2 separate regions of the Triticum aestivum genome follow, and region 1 is linked to region 2. Evidence: chromatin contacts called from public Hi-C data. All regions are on one chromosome and are shown on one strand. The core of a region is the stretch at or near the end of the contact, and the rest is flanking DNA. Distances in the headings are between cores, read along the strand shown. Region 1 holds the start of LOC123088038 (mitogen-activated protein kinase kinase 2). Region 2 holds the start of LOC123088036.

Evidence for each region. Hi-C and Micro-C count contacts between places; a contact is called where the count stands out from the background.
Region 1: a Hi-C map of leaf shows a contact between it and region 2, with 5 times the contacts expected there. The contact joins the promoter of LOC123088038 here to the promoter of LOC123088036 in region 2. A contact is called at or near these places in 2 of 5 Hi-C or Micro-C datasets (both in leaf).

Annotation. Positions count from the first base shown.
Region 1 is chr4A:673,596,173-673,601,950 of IWGSC CS RefSeq v2.1, reverse strand. LOC123088038 (mitogen-activated protein kinase kinase 2) reads left to right here and starts at 2,255. Exons shown (of 9, transcript XM_044510186.1): 1 at 2,255-2,484; 2 at 2,611-2,695; 3 at 3,732-3,872; 4 at 4,032-4,256; 5 at 4,377-4,559; 6 at 4,672-4,877; 7 at 5,148-5,193; 8 at 5,303-5,391; 9 at 5,482-5,774. The coding sequence starts at 2,426. The coding sequence ends at 5,497.
Region 2 is chr4A:673,323,513-673,329,232 of IWGSC CS RefSeq v2.1, reverse strand. LOC123088036 reads left to right here and starts at 3,561. Exons shown (of 9, transcript XM_044510182.1): 1 at 3,561-3,898; 2 at 4,002-4,089; 3 at 4,293-4,403; 4 at 4,653-4,735; 5 at 5,083-5,197; 6 at 5,548-5,639. The coding sequence starts at 3,639. LOC123088037 (iron-sulfur assembly protein IscA, chloroplastic) reads left to right here and starts at 73. Exons shown (of 3, transcript XM_044510185.1): 1 at 73-359; 2 at 1,474-1,695; 3 at 1,922-2,332. The coding sequence starts at 188. The coding sequence ends at 2,097.

The DNA.
Region 1 (5,778 bases), core at 1,006-3,505, 270 kb before region 2:
GGAGTATCTCATTCGCAACAAAAAGTATGGAGTATGTACTGCATAGTTGTATGGAGTATATATCATACAAAAGCAGTATGGAGTATATATCATACAGAAGCAGTATGGAGTATCTACAAAATGTGGTTTGGAGGGCATACGGAAAATAATGTACATATACATGTCACACGTGATGGTTACAAATTTGGTTACAAATTGTACTATTATACACTTCATAGATGAATTTACGGACTCAAGAGCATGCCACATATGTGCCAATGCCAACGAGATTTGCATGAAATTATGGCGGATATTGCCGTTGGAGCATGTCTTCACCACACATGCGTAGGTGCCGGATTGCCGCTCTCGCCGCAGCCGCTAACCATAGTCACGCATCAAGTCCATGTTGGGTCAGCCTTTGCAGATGGAATCATCGTTCTGGCCGCCTCCCCGCTGATACTCCTCTTCAGCCATCCCTAATAAAAAGATCAGGTGAAGTAACAACAATTAGCATTCAACCGGGACTTCTACCTCCAATAAATACTTTCTAATTAGTTTAGATACACTCAGACCAAGAAAAACAAATATCAATTGGCCTCACGCATGCATGGAACCACCGATGTGATGCTGTGTACCTTCCTTTTTTCAGATCGAATTCTTCTCACGCGGATTTTAAGAGAGAGAGAGAGAGAGAGAGAGAGAGAGAGAGAGAGATCTAACCGTATTGCCTTATCCTGAGTCAGCGTGTATACAAGACTGAAATATATAAACGGCAAGAGAAAAGGTGGGGCGACCCAGAAAATTCGGAAGCTCAGTCCAACAAACTGATCGGGCATAGATTTTATAGTGCCCACGACAGGCACAGATCTTGATGCAATCAAATGGCAGTGGGGATGGTGGTAACTACAAGCGATGGTAGAAAGGATTTTTCATCTCTCTCTCTCTCTCTCTCTCTCTCTCTATATATATATATATATATATATATATATATATATATATATATATATATATTATAGTACGTTAGCTTATGATTTATCTGTCAATAATAATATGATTGTGTAGATAAATGTTCATCAAATTCTGACTATGAATTACTTTATATTTTGATTAAAAGTTTGGTAAGTAAAATAAAGTAGAATTGGTTCAGAAGGCAAGTAAACATGGGAAGCTTATGTTCTTTTTAAGTTTTTTTTGAAATGACGTTTTTTTAAGTAGTACTCCCTCCGTCCCAAAATAAGTGACTCAAGTTCATACTAACTTTATACTAAGTTAGTACAAAGTTGAATCACTTATTTTGGGACGGAGGGAGTATAAGAGATACGTAGTAGAGATAGAAATGAATCGTATGGCAAGCAATTTTACATTAGTTTACATAGGGAGTAGTTGCATCAGCGGGCCAGCAACAGGGTGATGTCGACGCCCTTCCCGTCCAGAGAAAATCCACAAAAGTCCGTGGACGATCGCACATAGTTCACGTCATAAAGTTTCAAAAATCACACTAGGCTTTTTTTTTCTCTTTCCTGTGTACGGGCTTTTGCGTTATGTTTCACAAGGACCCCAAAAGAAGAAGAAAAAGGCCGTCCGTGGCTTGAAACATTTTGCAAGCATTTCTGTCCTATATCCGTCTCTGCAAGCACAAGGGAAAAACCGGATCATCGTGTAATAAAATCCAAAGATGACATGACGCTGCAGTCCTACTCCCATCTTTCTCTCTCCCTCTCTTTTTTGAGAACGGTGTGTGCTACTATTACTACCAAGCTTTCTTTGTTTAGGGTGCTCATAGTGGTAGTAACATAGATGCCACATAAGCAAAAATGATGATGTGACAAATAGTTAATGAAGAAAGAGGCAAATAGAGTAACCTAATATGTTACCATCACATAGCGTTTTTCAATGCAAAATGTGTCTACAAGACAATAAATAAACATGTGTATGTTACTACACATACGACACTTCCCACTATAAAAGTAGTAACATAGAGTAGTAATGTATGCATGTTACTACTCCAAGTTACTCCCCACTATGACCAGCCTTAGCCGTTGTTCACACCTCACCTTACCGAGGCGAGCGGTGTGTACAATGTGTACTTGCTCGTAGTATATGTGTTTTTCCAACCAAGCCGTTGACGGGGCACGCACGTGCCCGAGTGTTGTCCCCATTGCGCCAGCCATTTAATCCGTAGAATTACGTGGTACCGTAATGCGCAATTTGACAGCGAAGAAAGGTCAAAGTGCAGACGAGGTGGACCAGGACTCGTCGCTCGTCGCTCGTCACCAGCCCAGCCAAGCGCAGCACAGCAATTCAGCAAAGCAGAGCAACCCCCACCCGCCGTTTTTCTCCCCCCACCTTCCGCGTCCCCCCTCTCCACCTAGCAAGCTCCGGCCGTCCGCCCGCGCCCGTCCCGTCCGTCCACGAGCGAGCCGGCCGGGCGCCGCCGCCGACGCCGATGAAGAAGCCGGGCAAGCTCGCGCTGCCCTCCCAGGACTCCACCATCGGCAAGTTCCTGTAAGCAATCAAGCTCCGGCCGCCCCCACCCCTCTTCTGCCCGTTTCTTTCTTTCATTCATTCATTCATTCTTCGGGCGCGTCGCCGTGCTGATCGGTTCGATTCCGGTTGTGGTCACCGGGGCAGGACGCAGAGCGGGACCTTCAAGGACGGCGACCTGCTCGTCAACAAGGACGGCCTCCGCATCGTCCCGCAGAGCGAGGAAGGCGAGGTAAGCCGGCCCACTCAACCCGGTCAGGCACCCCCCCCCCCCCCCCCCCCCCCCCCCCCCTAGGTCCAAAATTAAAATTCCCCAACCCATCTTGTCCTGGACACGCAGGGCTGGGCCTGGCTGGCAGATTGGTACACAGCCTGTACTGTTCTTTTTGTTTTTTTGTAATTTCGTTGATGTCATCAACAGATTTAAAATTTCTTTCCGGATGCGTGATTGGATTGGCAGCAGGTGCCAAGCAGCGGGTTCCTGTCCTCCGGTGGTTACCTTTTCAGAACAACGATTTAGGAAAAATAATGATACGCACTATCGTTAATTTTGATTTTATTTTATTTTCGGTCAAAAATTATTATGTCCCTTTTTCAGACCAGCCATTCAGGCAAAAATCTAATCATTTCTTCTCAAGAAGAGATGGCGGCCTTGTATAGATGTAGTAAAACTCTACTCCCTCCATTCCTAAATATAAGTCTCTTTTAGAGATTCCAATATAGACTAACATACGGAACAAAATGAGTGAATCTACACTCTAAAATACGTCTATATACATCCATACGTAGTCCATACAGAAATCTCTAAAAAAGACTTATCTTTAGGAACGGAGGGAATATTTTTGATAGTGGCCTTGCATACATGAGCAGAAAAAAGTGGGACGTCTGATTGGATCAGAGGGCAGGGAGCAGGGGTTTCCTATCCCCTAATTTCAGAATAACTTTTTAGGAAAAATGATGGGAGTACTACTATTTACTATTTAGGATTTATTTTATTTCCCTTAGGTGGTGGAATACATGCGGTCATCTTTCATGTGGGGATATCCTCACATGCAGTTTATTACTGATGCCATTTATCATGCATCCAGTGGTTGGTCATATTTATCCGGAAATGCTCATGCTCACTTGCTTATACTGGAAGAGTGTTCTCTGCACCCATTTTTGTTTTGAGAATTGTCTAATTGCATTCCTGTTCTGAACTTATTATACTCTTCATTTATCTAGTCTTTGTCTCACCTTCTTTCTGTTGACATACACGACTTCTCTAGGCTCCTCGTATCAAGCCTTTGGATAATAATCATCAGTTGAGCATAGACGATCTAGATTCAATCAAAGTGATCGGGAAAGGTAATAGCGGGACCGTGCAATTGGTGCGCCACAAATGGACTGGCCAGTTTTTTGCTCTCAAGGTATTGTCTCAAACATACATTATTTGATGCTTCTTCTTTAAATCTTTGCTATGCATTTTTGGTTCCTTCAACTTCTTTCTGTAACTATCCTCTCTGCTATTTTACATATCTGTTACAAAGGGTCTTCACCTCCATTGGTGTATGTTGTCATGCCTGCAGGTTATACAGCTCAATATTCAGGAGAGCATACGCAAGCAGATGGCCCAGGAGTTGAAAATAAGCTTGTTTACACAGTGCCAGTATGTTGTCACGTGCTATCAGTGTTTCTATGTCAATGGTGTTATTTCTATTGCTTTGGAGTACATGGATGGTGGCTCTCTCGCTGATTTCCTCAAGGCTGTTAGAACCGTTCCAGAGGCCTACCTGGCTGCAATTTGTAAGCAGGCCAGTGAAATGTCACACAATCAACCACATAGTTTTCCCTACTTTTTTGTTTGCTATCAGAATTGTCACCTTAAAATGACATGGACCTTTTCAATTGACAATTGCAACTTCCTTGTGCAGGTGTTGAAAGGACTGATGTACTTGCATCATGAGAAGCGCGTTATACACCGAGATCTGAAACCATCGAATATATTGATAAATCATAGGGGTGAAGTAAAGATATCAGATTTTGGTGTTAGTGCCATCATTTCTAGTTCTTCTGCACAGCGAGATACATTTACTGGCACATTTAACTACATGGCGGTGAGTGAAAGTTTGTTTAAATTATGTAGACATGCCTTCCAGTGTGGCATGAAAAGATGTTCACCAATTTTTTTGTTTCAGCTAACCAGTGTAAAATGTATACTCTTGACAGCCTGAAAGAATCAGTGGGCAGAAACATGGTCATCTGAGTGATATCTGGAGCTTGGGCCTAGTTATGCTGGAATGTGCCACTGGCAATTTCCCATATCCTCCTCGTGAAAGCTTTTATGAACTTCTTGAAGCTGTTGTCGACCAACCATCACCTTCTGCACCATCAGACCAGTTTTCACCAGAGTTCTGTTCATTCATTTCTGCTTGGTATTTGTGCTTCTCCATTGAACCCCCTTTGTTAATCAATGTTACTCGGGCAATATTTGCAATTTTTAGATCTAGAGCTCTAAAGTATGAGCTTAGGTACAATACCATTATATGCTTGCAGACACGTATTATCTGAACTTCCAGATATTTTTTGTTTTTCTCTCATCTCATCTGTGGGCAGAGTAATTGATCTTTTATTTATTTATTTATGGAACATCAGTGTCCGAAAGAAGGCTAATATCTGTTTTGTTATTTCCTTTTGGATTTCAGTATCCAAAAAAATGCTGCAGATAGGTCATCTGCCCAAACCCTATCAGTAAGGAAATTTCTGTTTGCTTCGCAATTTTGTATGTTCTTCTGAAAGCATCATTAGCTGGCTGACTGATCTTGATCCATTTCTTGTATCTGTTGCCTCCGATGTCCAGGCTCATCCATTCCTGAGCATGTACGACGACCTGAATATCGATCTGTCTGACTACTTCACGACTGCAGGATCACCGCTTGCCACCTTCAAGTAATCCAATAACCCACTGAAGAGTACATACATGGTTACTGCAATTCCTTTACAATTCCAATGATGGTCTATTCTTGTTCTTTTTACTAGGCAAATCGCGTTGTGAGACGACAAATGCTCAACCATGTGTCATGAGCTGGAGCTAACTGAAGCAAGTGAATGGAGTTATTTTTCTTTTCCTGTTATTCATGAACTGGGCTTTGATGATATCTTTGAACCAAATATGATACAATTGGCTTCATAATTATACAAATACAAGTCTGTAAAGCATCAGCGAGCATCGAAGTTTTGCCTGTCTGCATAACGGAAGCATCCGTTTGTTGTCCGACTTTGACCTTTGTTATGTATGGGCTTATTGCTTTTGCAATTTTACTGTAATGAAACCAT
Region 2 (5,720 bases), core at 2,312-4,811:
TTAGTAAAAGTCCATCTCGAAAATATACATAATTGTGGACCGCAGAGAGCCCCGAGCCCACAAGCCACCGAAATCGGGGCGGCCCGCCAGCCACAGGATCTTTCCTCGCTCCCTCCCTCTCTCTCTCGCCGTCGTCGTTGCTTTCCCCCACCCTCTCTCTCTCCCCAGCCCCACCCGATTTCCAATCATGGCGCTCGCATCCGGCACCACGGCCCGCCCGCTCCTCGGCCGCCTCCCCGGCACGGCGCGGCCCCACCTCGCCGTCTCCCCCTCGCCCTCCGCGCCCGCGTCCTCCGTCCGATTCGCCGCCCGCAGCGGGGGCTCCCGCGCCGTCTCCCTCCGCGCCTCCGCGCCGCCAGGTCCGTGGTCAAACCAGATGTTAGACGTTCTCCTCCGCGCATATTTTTAAATTGAAATACGTAGGATCGTTTTGGGCTGGAAGGATTCGGATCGAATCCCTTTGCCGGGCCTCTTTTGTTCTTGTGATTTGCGAGAGCCGGTAAAATGAAGCCGGATTGATGATGCGTAGCTGCCTGCCGTGAGAAATACAGTATGCAGCGATGGCCATAGGGGCTGACCTTGATGTAGCGGTGGTGCGCCTCGTTATCTTGATTCAGGCGGCTGAAAATTGTCTCGATTGGAGTTTGCTGAACGCGTAGTTGATGGCGTTGCCTGGCCTGTATTGCCTGAGTGAGCTGCTGGTTGCCTGCTCAGTACCGTGTGTGGCAAATTTGTCCATGTATTGTTGGTGGTTGTCCCCACTAGGCTTGTAATCAGAGCGACCCCATCCTAATTGTAGATCTTCCGTCCACTGCCCCTAATATTAAACAGTTTAGATAACATGGGTAAAGCAGAGACATGCTCCTGGACAATCCTATTTCTGGTTGCAGTGTCAGCCTATCAGGTGGGAAAGCAGTTACGTTACGTGTGTGGCATGTTTCTGTTTTCTTCTCTGTGCTATTCTGGAGTTTGTTTGTACCAGATAAAATCTTTATATAGGTAATAGTGTAATTATATACATCTGTTTGATCGTTATATGCTGTATCTGGCATGCCGTATGCATATGTCTAGCTATCTGTATCTATCTGGAGTAGTTAGGTACTTAGGCCTTGGTTGCATTATCCCTATCCATCCAAGGGGATTAAGCAAAGATGTTGTCTTTATAAGTTCTTTCCTTGTAAACTTATATATTTTTAGAAATGTGTCACAACTGATGAACAAGATTATTTTAGTTGGCTTCAATAACCTGGTCCTTCCAGTCATCCTACATCACTCATCGGTTCATCTGTCTTGCATGAGCAAGGGAATAGTTGAGGAAACACTGAAGATTTAATGGCTACAAGATAGTCAGATATATCCTACGATTTTCGGGATTTTAGATGCTTCATGCAAATGCTGCAGAATTAGAAAGAATTTCAGACAAGTTTTGTTCAGCATTAACATAGTAAAATCGTTTACCATACTTTGCAGCAGCTGCAACAGCAACGCCTGGTAGCATTGCACCAGCCATCTCATTGACAGAGAAGGCCCTGAAGCATCTGAACAGAATGAGGGCCGAAAAGAATGAAGATCTCTGTTTGAGGATTGGAGTTAAACAAGGTGGATGTTCTGGCATGTCTTACACCATGGAGTTTGAGAGCCGAGGAAGCGCCAACCCTGACGATTCAGTCATCGAGTATGAGGGTTTCACAATAGGTAACTGCTTTGCCTTGACTGTATATTCGTTTGAGAGGACATGGATTTGCATTTGTGCTCGAGATTAGAGTAACACTTTTGCATTCCAAATAAATCCTTGGAAGGCTTGAAATAGTCCACAGGCTGTTGATCACAAGTACATGTGACAACCCATTCTGTTTATTCAGGCCAAACCCACCTGGTCTACCGGAACTCTAACGAGACAATATATTTTGTGCGCCTGCAGTCTGTGACCCAAAGAGCCTTCTCTTCATGTTTGGAATGGAGCTGGACTACAGCGACGCTCTCATCGGGGGCGGCTTCAACTTCCAGAACCCAAACGCGACGAAGACGTGCGGGTGCGGCAAGTCGTTTGCGACCAGCAAGGAAATGCAGAGCACAGCAACTGCCTGCAACAACTGAACTAGAAATATAGTGCCAGGGTGTGATATTATCATGCATCTTTGGTTGCTCCTGCATCCGGAAATGGCCGGATGGACAATACCACAGGTTCACAGATATACTCAGAATGAATGGCTACAATTTGTAATACAGTTCAGTTCAGTGTGTATCAAGATTCCAATGGGGCTTGTAAGTTGTAACTGCTCAGTAGAATTTTTAAAGATAATCATGTGAAGATAGATATACTTCTTTCTCATTCTGATTATAAGCTACTCCCTCCGTCCCATAAGGTAAGACGTTTCTTGGCACTAGTGTAGTGTTAAAAAACATCTTATATTATGGGACAGAGGGAGTAGACGAGTGCACACTACGCCTCTCAGTTTGCGAAGTGCTTATTTTTGTAATCTGATGTCGAAAATCAGCCGCAAAAGTAGTAAAAAAAGGGATCAAACGAACACCAAAATACACAAAAAGTCGGTTCAACAAATAGGATTATGATAATGCATTTGATATTCTCTAGTTGCCTGAAAATGAGAGGCCTGTAAGTTGATTTTGGTAGGTGGAGCTGGAGCTGGAGCTGGGGGCGGGGATGACATGGGCGGTTGTGTCATCGTCGGTAAGGGCGACCCGAGAAATGACTCGGAGATGGGGATTACACGGCTGATCATGGTAAGGGCGACCCGAGAAATGAGTCGGAGATGGGGATTACACGGCTGATAATGGAGTCACTGGCAAAGCCAAGGCGGAGGTTGATCAGTGTGTGTGCTTGTGGTGGAGGGGGTTGGGGTCACCGGAGATGGGGATGACACGGTCGACCATGGGGTCGCTGGCAAAGCCGAGTTGGAGGTTGACCGGTGTGTGTGCTTCTGGTGGAGGGGGTTGGGGTCACCGCGCTGCAAAGCCGAGGCGGAGGTTGATCGGTGTGTGTGCTTGTGATGGAGGGGGTTGGGGTCACCGGGGTATAGGGATGACATGGCCGATCATGGGGTCGTTGGCAAAGCTGAGGTGGAGGTTGACCGGTGCGGGCGCCCGTAGAGGGGGGAGGGGATGTTTAGAGTGACGGCTAGGGCAGTGGCGGCTCAGATATGGCAGGATGGCGGTTTAGCCGGTAATGGGGAGCTCGGGTCGACGAAGGTCGTAGGGCAATAGCGGGCATGCAAGAATCGGCTGAAACGCAAATTGACTGACAAATGCCAAACAGAATCTATAGTCTAACAGTCTTTCTGAATCTCAGTCGACTGAGACTTGGTTATGTCTCAGTTGATGCCATACTTGTGAGATCTTACATTGAGATTCCTATAAAAAAATTATTTTATTTCTTTATATTATGCGACTTGATCGAGACTTGGTTAAATCCACCGACACCTATCCACACCCCAAAGCTAAACCATACACCTCACACTTTCACGGGACTAAACCATTCCAAACAATCTGGAGCGTTCAGTTCTCCATCGGACGGCGATCCCGTTTCCGAAGCAAACCCACCGTTATCCACGCAGCACGGGGGAGCAGCCAGTCACAGCTCGGCCACGTGCTGCTTCTCCCCTGCGCCGCACGAAGCAATGGCGACCTCGCCGGCGCTGCTCTCGCGGCAGTACGCGCGCCCCTCCCATCCTCTCCCCCGCCAGCTCCTCGCGCCTTCGCCCGTCGCCGTCGCAGCCTCCCCTGCGGTGCGGCTGCGCGTCCGCCGCGGGCCTACCCCGGCCCAAGCCAAGTTCGGCAAGTTCGACGCCGCCGACGCTCCCACGGAGGCCGGGCCGACTGCGCCGGCGACATCGGAGGCCGACGGCGCGGCGGGGAAGGCGGTGCTGGAGGACGACAGGTCAGGCACGCTTCCGGCTCGGGGAAACGCCGCCGCGTTGCTTTGGATTGCGGCGCGTCTGACTGACAGCGTGCGTTGTTTCTCGATGTCTCTGTGGTTTCAGTTGCCTGCCGTCGGATCTGGAGGGCGCGATATGGCAGTCGGGGAAGGCGAGCGCCGATTTCGTCAACTCCGGCGGCATGCGAGGAATTGTACGTTTCCAATTGCCCATGTACACACTGATCTGACAGTTTGGTTCAGCCTTACTTAACCTGCTGTGAAATCTCTGCATTTTTTTTACTTGGAACGCCATGGAATGGAACAGTTTCAATGTTCAAGTTCCATCCACCATTATATTCTCCTATCACATTCTCACCATTGATGATCCGTTCTTGTGTTATCATCATTGCTGTAGGCAGAGCTGCTGATCCCTCAGTTGGAGTTCCTCAACCAGGAAGGAGCGCAGGCTGAGGTCTGGGCGCTGTCGAGGATACTCCTCGACACACTCGCGGAAGAGACCGGCCAGGTTTGGACTTTGGATGCAAGGTCATTTAGCGATAAATAAATGCAACTTTTGCTCTGTCTGATCCATCTGCAGTTGCATGACCAACTTCATCACCCACACAGATTTTTAAATGCCCAGTTGCCTCCCTTTTTTATCTCTATCTGACTGAGATGCCCCTGATTTGAAGGCCCCCCATTGATTGTGAATCTTGTCGTTTAAGTCCCTTGGGTATATGTTCTTTACATTCAACTTGCTGTCTGTCTACCGCAGGTAGTTAAGGCCGTCTTCCCTGACGCTGGAGTGGCTGCCCTTCTCAAGCACCAGTGGAAAGATGCAAAGTTCAAGTGTGCTAGGTATTACCTTACTTCCAGTAGCGCAGTCACAGTGGTATTCAAATTTTTTGCATATGTTATATGTAATGGTTCATTTTTCTATTCGTGTTACATGCAGCAGTATTTACAGTGAAGCACATTAGTTTTGTTGCTAAGATCTTTCCAGTAAATTCTCTCCAAATGATTCGTGGCGTGGGTATCATATTTTACTAGACAGGTTCACAGGATAGGACAAGATGTGGACCAATTTGAGTTTCTTTAGAGAATTAGATGTTATTAGTTGCTTCTATCTTGAAGGCATAAAAGATGATTACCATGAGATTTCTTGTGGATCTAAAATCTTTCTATTCTCTTATCTTGATTGGCAGTCTTAGCGACCGAAAGCCAGTTGATACTGATGACGGAGTTGTTGTTATGATTATCCCTGACCACCAGATGCTTGAATCTGTTGAACGCATCGCATCTCAACTCGCTGATGATCCCGTATGTAACTTATGCCTGATCAAGTTTTCAATGTTGGCAGATACATGTGCATTAATTTACAGTAAGGAAAATGAATTCCGTCTTTTGTGTCGCAAGCAAAGTTGGTAGGATAGGATCAGCATGTGTATTTACAGGTCATTTTTGCATGCATGTATATTTGTAGGATCTATATTCATTTGCACATCAGCTTAGCATATCCATCGCATGGCATTTTTCATTTGCCCAAGCACATCCATCTATGTTCACATCTTGTATTTTGTTCAACAGTCTGTACATCACTATTATCATTTGTATATATGTTCCACTCAATATGGTATCTTGAAATAACTTCCAGTTTTAATCCACTGAAGATAAGACCTCTTGTCATGTGGAACCCACGTCTTGTTAGTGGAGATGTTGGAGTGGGATATAATGTTCGGAATCTACGCAGAAATTTCTTAAGGTAAGTGAACGGAAACATCTGTACATTGTTGCCTCTATGTGTACTATTGGTATTTTCCGACATATAAACAGTTGTTGATTG